2 separate regions of the Danio rerio genome follow, and region 2 is linked to region 1. Evidence: chromatin contacts called from public Micro-C data. All regions are on one chromosome and are shown on one strand. Each heading gives the region's core, a stretch centred on a gene start, on an enhancer-like site or on the middle of the called end of the contact. The rest is flanking DNA. Distances are from core to core; before and after follow the strand shown.

The links. Hi-C and Micro-C count contacts between places; a contact is called where the count stands out from the background.
Region 2: a contact with region 1 is called in a Micro-C map of caudal fin, with 9 times the contacts expected there. The contact joins the promoter of tbx1 here to the enhancer-like site in region 1. A contact is called at or near these places in 1 of 18 Hi-C or Micro-C datasets (caudal fin) and 1 of 4 datasets of contacts at active chromatin or transcription factors (caudal fin).

Annotation. Positions count from the first base shown.
Region 1 is chr5:15,762,830-15,767,627 of GRCz12tu, reverse strand. It overlaps a transcript of sema4c not described here. Among named protein-coding and RNA genes, the nearest start is that of tbx1, 170 kb to the left of the region's middle. Within about 2 kb of position 3,492, at least 1 of the 62 cell types and tissues checked has an H3K27ac peak or open chromatin away from gene starts, as enhancers often do. A contact at or near this core is called in caudal fin, where this site is marked.
Region 2 is chr5:15,933,585-15,938,990 of GRCz12tu, reverse strand. It overlaps tbx1 (T-box transcription factor 1), which reads right to left and starts at 1,499. Exons shown (of 7, transcript NM_183339.1): 1 at 741-1,499. The coding sequence starts at 1,141. It also overlaps a transcript of srrm4 not described here.

The sequences.
Region 1 (4,798 bases), core at 2,243-4,742:
AGTTGATGAATTTACTAACATGAACAAACAATGAGCTATGCATTCATTACAGTTTTTCTTGATATTATAGTTATTCATTCATCATTTCCTTCGGCTTAGTCCCTTTATTTATCAGGGGTCGCCACAGCGGAATGAACACAGTCAACTTATCCAGCATATGTTTTACACAGCGCATGCCCTTTCGGCTGCAACCCAGCACTGGGAAACACCCATACACTCGCATTTACACACATCCACTTTGGCCAATTTTAGCTTTGTCAATACACCTATAGCACATGTCTTTGGACTGTGGGGGAAACTGGAGCACCCGGAGGAAACCCATACCAACACGGGGAGAACATACAAAACTTCACTCAGAAATGCCAACTGACCCAACCAGGGCTCGAACCAGGGACCTTCTTCGTGACAGCGCTCACCACTGAGCCACTGTTTCACCGATGATATTACTTAACGTGAGTTAATGAAAATAAAGCTGTTCATAATTAGTTCATGTTAGTAAATACATGAATAAAACCTTATGGGTGACTGCTTAAAATTACCAGAAAAAATCCTTTATATTAAATATAAACAAATAGTTTTCAACAATAGTTTTGACAGATGAAGTAATGGTTAAAATCATTTATTGTTATTTTTATTTAGTTTTTTTTTCATATGTTATAAAATTATTATTTTTTATTTCAGTTTACAAATGTTTTTTTGACAAATTTCTTTAATAATAGTCTCTTTAGTTCTTGCCTGAACACACATTTTTCGATACACCCGACTGAGTCTGGGGAAATCTTTATGAAATCGCTGTCTGACAACATGATCTTGCGAGGTCTCTTAATGTGCGTGGGAAGAGCGAAGGGTTTAGCAGTCTTTGTCTACACTGTCAAAGTGTGAAGGAGGGAAGGTAAAGTCGAGAAACCCTTCAAAATGAGTCACACTAATTGAATAGTAACAGCTTAACTCCTTTTCTCTCTCTGCCTTTCTCTTTTAGTAATGGCAGACAGATAAATATCTGAAAGAAGCATGCTCATCCAGGTTTTAGCATGGCCCGTCACCCTGCTGATGGTGACAACACATTTTGGAATTCTGAAGCATTTCTGGGTAAACCTGTACCTTCATGTTTCTCTGTTCTGAAAATTGTGTAATTATTTTGAGTTCAAATGTGATCTCAGATTGCACTTTAATATGTAGAGACAACTAAAAGTAAACGGTGGTTACACTAAGTAGAACATGGGACCGTGGAAACACCTTTATTGAATGTAAAACAACTTTAAATATGCCATATGATTGATAACTTGTTTAAATGTTACATTTACACATGGTCCTTTTCCATTTACACACTGAAGAGTAACACACATCTAATGTATCAAATTGTATCAAACATCAAATAATAAGAGAGTCAGGTCACCCTTTATTTTAATGGTGCATGTGTTGAATTTAAGTTACATTGCATCTACATGCTAAATTATTCTCAGGAGATTATAAGTAAACTGTTAGGGTTAGTGTAAGTTGACATGTACTTGCAAAAGTTTCTTATAGTCAGTTAAGTGTCTGTTGAAGAGCCAGTATCAACAGATATTATGCAGACAGTCTATTATTATTCAAATAGATCATTTAAATAAAGTTTTATTAAGAATCAACAGTTAAAAGGAAGTTGTAGTTGTGTGTTATGACCATTTTATTTCAAGGTAAAGATATTTTTCACAATTTAATTATTTAAAATGGTAGTTGTTTCAGGAAATTTGATCTCAGATTGCACAATATTTAGATACAACTAAAAGTAAACTTAAGTAGAATTTTATACTTTGGCAGCTATGGTTGGGCCGGTAGACGATGCCATCGTCATCGGCGATGGCCAATAGACAACATGATGCTGAGCCGGCATCGCCAGTCCTCAACCCCGCCTCAGTCGCAAACCCGCTTGCGAAAAATACACACTCAGGCCCTGTTTACACTAATAAATCTTAGTGTGCACTGAAAATGCACATCATGTGACCACACACTCTCTCACACACACGCACACACACAGCCACACACACACAGCCACACGCTGTCATGCGCTCCTCTGAGCTCCAGACAGAGAGCAGTGCACGTTAGACAGTTTATCAAGAATGTACCGCCGAATCGCGTCTCACTATAGTTGTTAAACGTGATATTCAGACAACCTAAAAAGTTCCGGGAGACTCTATACATTTGTGGAATAACGCCCGCAAACGCGTCTGCCTCCCGGTCCTCAAATAAGTCGCGCACCCTTCTCACCCCGGGATCCCTCCTAAATTTCACAAAAAAGGGACAATTGGTTGTTTTTGTGTTATTTCAAGCAAATTCGTTCTTCTAGTTTGAAAAGAAATTTAGAAGTGTTTTATAAACACCTTAATCAAACTATTGCCGTCGTGTAGGACTTTTGCCGCATTTTGTGACAGAGTAGTGCATCTAAGTTACCGAGAAATGCACAGGGTTTTTTTTTTCTCCCATATGGCGTGCGGTATTAAACATTACGTTAAAACTACACTCTTCCAGCAGTTCCTCACATCCAATATCTCGTTTGTCATGGGGGCATGGATGAAATGTTCCTGAATGAAAATGAAAGTGCCAAACTGCAGTTAAAGTCGACATATTAAGAATTTGAAAAATAATACGATTACTGACTATCTTTCTTTCCTGCGTCTGTTTGTTGTTTTTCCTCTGTGAAAATCAGCACATGCTCGAACTGAAACTCCCTTTTTCATGCAAACCCTTTCCTCTTTCGCCACTCGACACTCCCACCTAAATGAAGTTGAACTCACCCACATTACTGACTTTTTTTCAAACTAGAGGTGTGAAAACACTCTGCTGAGAGACGGGGGTTTCATGGCCCTTTAAACTTTCGTTAATCTGTATATACGGTATGTATAGCTCTGGGGTCAGGAAGCTCTCTGAAGATAACATTATCCTACATACATTTTTTATGTGTGTGTTTTTTTAAACGTACAGTTATACAGTGTGCCGTTTATTGCAGATCTCCTCTATTAAAAAAAAGAAAAAAAGAAAACCCTGCAACCTGAAAGAGATGAAGTCTCAGCCAGGTCAGAAAAAAGTAACGCAAAAGTAACTCAAACGTAACGTAACACATTACTTACCATAAAAAGTAACTAAGTAAGGCAACTGGTTACTTTTTTGTGGATTAACTCAATATTGTAATGCATTACTTTCTAAAGTATCATCCCCCAACACTGCTTACACCATTACACTAACAATCAGTACTATAACAATTGAAAAAAAAAAGTGTATATATCATCTATGGGATTGTGCCCTTTTGTCCATTTTCAATAAAATTAAACATGACACAGTCCGCATATGAACTGACATGATACACACCATCATGCCACACTCCCAACAGCTGATTGTATTAAATTACCTTAGGTAGTCAAGTCAGTTTCTGAGTGTATGAGTTATGCATAAATCCAGAAGTGCTTCTTTTGCATTCCAAAAACAATTCCAGCCAACACATATCTCACCTTTCAAAGACAGTGCACCAATTTAGTCATCAGTGCCATCTGTTGGCCAGAGTTGCAGTTAATAATTATACTGCAAATACAGTGGGATAAATAAATTGATCTTATGTTTTTTTTTTTTTTTTCTTGGAATAATACTTCTAAAGGAGCTGTTGACACTGAATTGAACCAGATTTTTGGTAAAAACCGAAACAATGCAAACATAAAAATATAACAAAACGATCAAATCTGAAAAAAATGTTGTGTAATAACAATGAAATGACACTAGAAACTAACTACTGAAATGTATTACTTTATATAATAGGCTTTTTTTGGTTGATCACAGCTTAAAGACAACTCTTCTGTTGGGAATGAAGTCACATGCATTGCTCAGGTGTGATTTGTTCACAGATTTCAACAGAGTGTAAAAATCTTAATGGTTCTGTAGGTCTCATCGATCAAATATAATCTTTAATTTGTATTTACTATTGGATTTGAGTGAGGTGATTGGCTGGGCCATTCTACAGCTTGATCTATTTATTTATTTTTTTTTCTGAAAGCATTTGAGAGTTTCCTTGTCTGTGTTTTGGATTATTGTATCTTTCACTGCCTTTCTACACCTCCCTTTCTTTATTTGTACAATCCTTTTTTCCGGTGTCATTTCTTTTCATTACACATAACTTACTCTGTAAACAGTTTTAATTTTGACAGCAATTTTAGTTTTAGTTAGTCTTGGTCTCTTGACTAAAATTACATTTTAGTTTTATTCATTCATTCATTCAATTTTTCTTTTCCGCTTAGTCCCTTTATTAATCCGGGGTCTCCACAGCGAAATGAACCGCCAACTTATTCAGCATATGTTTTACGCAGCAGATGCCCTTCCAGCCGCAACTCATCTCTGGGAAACTTCCATTCACATTCACTCACACTCATACACTCTGGGCAATTTAGCCTACCCAATTTACCTGTACCACATGTCATTGTACTGTGGGGGGAACAGGAGCACCCGGAGGTAAAACACGCGAACGCTGAGAGAACATACAAACTCAACATAGAATAGCCAATCCACCCAGCCGAGGCTTGAACCAGCGACTTTCTTGCTGTGAGGCGACAGCACTACCTACTGCTCCACTGCGTCGCCTACATTTTAGTTTTAGTCATATTTCAGTCTTCTGAATCATTTTAGTTTTAGTCTAGTTTAAGTTGACAATTTAATAAGTTTTTTTGGAATTATGGGAGTTTTCCAGGAGAAAAAACAAAACGGGAGGGTGGCGGGAGATGAGTCCGAAATAAGGGAGACTTGTGGGAAATATGGGAGTGTTGGCAGGTACAGTATG
Region 2 (5,406 bases), core at 250-2,749, 170 kb before region 1:
CATCACGATGCACCCTATGAGGCCTGGTAAGGCTAGATCAAAATACATGTGTGAATTTGTATTTGTGTGGTACGCTGGAGCGCATTTATCTTAGTCGTATAGTGTATACATATTCATTTGCTTTGCATTCATTTAATCACGGTCTGTTTTGCACGAGGTAATTTCTAGCTAAAGCTCGACATTCACCTGAATAAACAGAACGGCCTGTGTAAATAAGACACCATATCTATGCATGCACTATAGTGAATTAATCCTGAAGTCAGCAAGGAGCCCTTTAGCACACAGGTGGGCTAAAATATACTGTATCTTACGCTGTATGTCTTATCACTGTGTAAATAGGCAGTTTACACTTTAATTTAAATGGCCATGATTGTGCTAAGCTTATGTTAAAGGTATTTATTCACAATTGATCACAATGAACTGACAATAAGATGATAAATTTGTATTTCTCGTGCAAGTATGATTATAAGATGACTTCAGTTGACAAAACAAATTGTTACCACCAATCAAGTGCATTGACGATGAAGATAGGCTACTTAAAAAGGCTCATATTGAAATGCAGATACATTTAGATTGCTACACTAAATAGAAAGTTTGTAGGGGTTTAAATTAAAAAAATGAATAAAACGAAATAAAACCTAAAAATTAACAACAATAACAAGAATAATTAACATCAATGTTGAGAAATTGTTAAAACAACAACCAGATGTCAAACAATCTTCAGCATAATGTCAACTCACCTCCCGGCTTTTGTGACAATCATTTCAGTCCCAAGTTGATTAAATTCATCCCAGAGTGCCTTCATTTCCAACTGTACATTAATATTGGCTACTTTAGGGTTCTTTTTCACCAGCGTTTTGTTCGGCGTTGAGCTTGACGACGACGAGGAGCAATTGGAGGTCCCGCTGTCTCCTTGTGCCGGGGCTTGTGCTGAGTTGGATCCGGAATAGTTGTAGGCGTGCTGGGCAGCCGGGCACGGCTCAAACTGGCTTTCATGATGGCTGTATGGATCCCCAGGAGAAGGAGAGAGATGGTAACTCCCGGGCGTATTGAGGCTGCTCAGGCTGCTGGTCGTGAAGGCTGCAACATCGCAAAAATGGGACAGCTGCGTCAGCCACGGGCTTGATATTGCTGAAATCATTCCAAAAATTGGATTTACAATTTGCGCTGGACTCGAGTTCAAAAGCAACAATATGCAAGTGAGTGTTCGTCTATATAGAAAGTAATTTCAAGATGTCTCCAATAGATAATGTGTCGATCGCGTATCGCAAGGTTTTCTTCTTTTATGACTGTCCAGAACTTTAAGAACGATGATCTCCTTCAATGTTTACGCATTTTGCTTAGATTTGACGAATGATGTCTTCCTTCGCACTGAACTTGTAAAAACGACTTTTTAGTAAGTTTGTGTTGATTACCGATCTAAACTCGTGCGTGTTGGCGCACCGTTGTTTTCAAAGTCTTGCGCGCTGTGAACTGTTCCAAGCGGCCTCTGTCCTGCCCCTTTGCTAAACTGAAATCCAGACTTCTCTCTTATCTCTCGCATAGGGCCTCCCCTTTGCGATAAAACCGGTTCTTATTTCTATTTAGATAAGGAACTGCAGGTAATGTGCCTTTCCTCGCCTTGGGACGAGACTGATTGACAGAGAAGTGCGCCCCTTATAATGGGCTTTCCGGCACCCATTTACTTTTGGATAAGTGTATCGCCCACACCGCCCTCCTCTAACAATAGACTGGTTAGCTGGCACGACGGAGAGTAAACTTTTTTCGCAAAGAAAACAAACACCCGCGCAGTACGGACAGACAACTAATGTTGCGAAGGAACAAGTCTCCGGTCCATTTCTAAGCGCCGTTTCCTTTTGTTTACAATTTCGCTGTTGGTTTTTGTTCATCTGACAAGCTCATCCTTGGGTTGGAGGTGGAATCTTTTCCTAGAATTCTGTGACACTGTTTCTACCGTGTACTGTGCTTAATGTTTTCTTTGACCTGTTTATGTTATTCAAAGACCACGCAAGCCTGTTTTACAAATTATAGCTAAGGTGCAACTTTGGAACACTTATTTGCATTTCGGGCTACTGTAAAATAATATAGAGGAAAGCGCCGTGTTTTGTATATTAAATGCATTGGGCGTAAACAGACAGAACATGCTTCGTTGACTGTTGCGTTATAATATTGAAATACACGTGTCTTTGGTATTAACTGAAAGTTTCTCGCGCGCCAACTGCGACGCGAAAGTGTTAAACAAACTGCGCGAGCCCAAGAAATCACAAGGTTATTGTCAAGATCGTGCCCGTACCTTCCATCTCCCGCGTGACAGTGCTGTAATGCATTTTAATGTATCTGGAGCAGTTTTGCACCGCTTGCTTGTCCAGGCTAGTGGCGTGTTTGTCAAACGTGGTGTTTCCTGCTTGATCCCTCGCTGAAATCAGACAGGCAATACTGAAAGCATTTGCCTTTGGAGAAAGGGGACTACTGTCGTCCATAAGCGAGAAACTGAGTCAAGGAACACCGCTTCCACCCCCTTCCGAGCTACTCCATGTCGAGAACACAGACAGTACAAACAATAACTCGAAGTACACGAAGTTGCATTCTTTCAGAAAGGGCCTTTTGGCGATGTTGGTGATCTCCACTGTTTTCAAAACAAACTATTCCCACGGAATTTGCTCCGCTTTATATGCTCCAATTAAAAGATCTGCTCGAACACGTCCGGCTGTATTAAAACATCGCTCCTCTGCACACACACATACACGCACTCAGAAAGTGTTTTCTTCAGCCGCGGTGTCTGGATGATGTCATGAGGGCTCACTGGAGAAGAGCTACTGCGGGAGAGAAGAGAATGTCAGAAGCGCGAGCTCCACGCCTCCCGTGCACGGTTGAAAAAAGCGTGCACGCTCTCCGCGGGATGTTTTATTTGAATAGGACCTTGTCAATCACTGTACCAAATTTGAATTCGCTGGCAAGAAAAAAGAAAAGAAAAAGAGAACGTCATCACGCGGATGTCCTGCTATACTTTTACAGCAGATTATATGTTGCGCCTTTCCCACTGGTAGTAGAAAACATTGCAAGCACAGACACTCCGTACTGTACACCAATGAACTGCATGCAGGCACACTGAACTGCTCGGTAAATTAAGCCAGCTTAAAGCGTTTGACCTATCAGTGCATTTAAAAAAGGATTTTAGTGGTTCTTTGCAAGATCTTAGACTCACTGTATATTGTTATTGAGCTGCCATATGTGGGAAAGTTTTAGGAAGTTTTTTTTTTAGTTAAAGTACTTTTCAGATCATCGTTTGAATCTTGGAGCTTAATCCTTTTTACTACGTTTGCTTTAGACTTTTGATTGTAGGCTAATAGTATTTTTTATTTTTAAGAAACCATGTGTACATTAAACATGCCTATTTACGCATTTTATACGTTTTTAATTTATACATCATTTAAACCCGTTTGATTACTTTAGGACAATACACTGAATAAACTTATAAGAAACACAACACAAGTTTAAATCACGTATTTTGCTTTACTTTTTAGTTAATTAAAGGGGAAATCAGAATAAAATAATATTAATAATATCTTTAATAATAATAATAATAATAATTAGGCCGTTCTTAAAAGGCAGTAAGGTAGGCTACTTGTAAGCAAGGCATTATGTTATTATTATATATTTTTTGCAAATAAGTTTAAAACATCTCTGTAGCCAGGTAATGACTCAAGTGCTCGTGAAACGTAAGGAGTGTATCGCGTGGCTCAGGCACTTGACCCTTCTCTTTGCTATACAATATCTTACTGGTTATCGGCTTATCAAGGTTCATAATTAATGAATAGAAACAAAAGTTATGTTTTGTTGACCTGCAGCGATAGCAACCGGATTGAATCTAATTTACACTCGGGCGATTGAATAACAGGCAAAAGCAACGGGGCACTAATGAGATAACCTAGTTAACGACACCGCTGTTTTCACTTCAGCTTAACGCTATTTGTTTTTGGATGTTTATCTTACCCCTCGCATGCTAACGGTCATAAATAAACAAATGTTATTTTTTTAAAGAAAATCTTTGAGATGTGTGGGACATTCATTCAAAGAATCATAAACAATTTTAGTGTATTTTATTTGGTCTATATTTTATTTACAAAAAAAGAGAAAGATCTTCTAGCCTAAATTTCCATTAGTTTAAATACATATTGTATTCTTCTTTTTCAATACCCTTTTGGACGATTTAAATTGTTTGTTAATTAGATTACACTTTAAAAATAATCTTATGATTAGAACGTGTTACCTAGTTTATTTTTTTTGTAAAAACCACATACCGTGTATAGTGTGTCACAACATTTAAACAGACAATGAAATTGTTGCATTGGTTACACATTCCTCTGTCTTTTCATTTGTTTATTTATTTATTTACATTTCTATTTTCTATCTGTTTGCTGGAATTGTTACAGTGACTCTGATTTTTGTGAAAGATCAAGTAGCAGTCGTGCGTATAAGCATTTCCTTCTTTTATCAGATGCGTCTTTTGATTCTAGGTCACTTCATCACTGTCAAGTCGGAAGCGTCCTTTGTAAATACTCAGGTGATAACAGACACAATTCAGAGCTTGATAAAAACTGGACAGACCGTAATGTTGCGCAACGGAAAACAAATCTTAGATTTTGCGCTTGAGTAACAAATTCAAATAGTTGTTATGATTTTTTTGCTGTTGTTTTACTTTATTTTAAAAACTTGTAGATGTTTTTTTTCCTCCCACAAAATCATCAAGTAGCCTACAAAAATAAGCGAATCTATCAACAGCGAATTTAGACTTCTAGGGACAAAAGAACTGTTTTGCACATTTGTTTTACTAAACTAATTATATTTCAGAATTAGAAAAAATACTGTTAAGATTTGTAAGATTTTTAAATTTTAGCATCGTTCATGTATGCCTTCTTTTTTAAATGTTTTAAATTAATAGCCTGTTTTTTTTCTGAAACCTCTCTCGTCCGTGGTGAACCATCACTGCGACGTAAGTATAGCATACTTTACGCATCACTTGAACTAGCACACATAATTAATTAGTGGTTTGGATGCTGTTTTTGAAGAGAGGCACATTTCCTGTTTTGTCTCTTACCGGCGCCCTACAGAATCCACCAGGTGTGTGTGTGTGTGTATGTGTGTGTGCGTGAATGTTTTTTCTGTATATCGTATAACATCTAAAGTTGAAATAATTTCTTCTCAAGATCCAATATAAAACGTCTTTAAGTGAATAATCCTATAGCGTTTTATATTCGTTTAGCCTACATATATTATAGCTTTACCAGAACAAATTTCCTTCAAGCATTAATAGATTAATATTATGAAGTGAATGGATCTAAGTTTTGTTATTAGAATTTGTATGCGTACTAATCATAGTTAAGTATCGTGCAGTGATTTGATTGT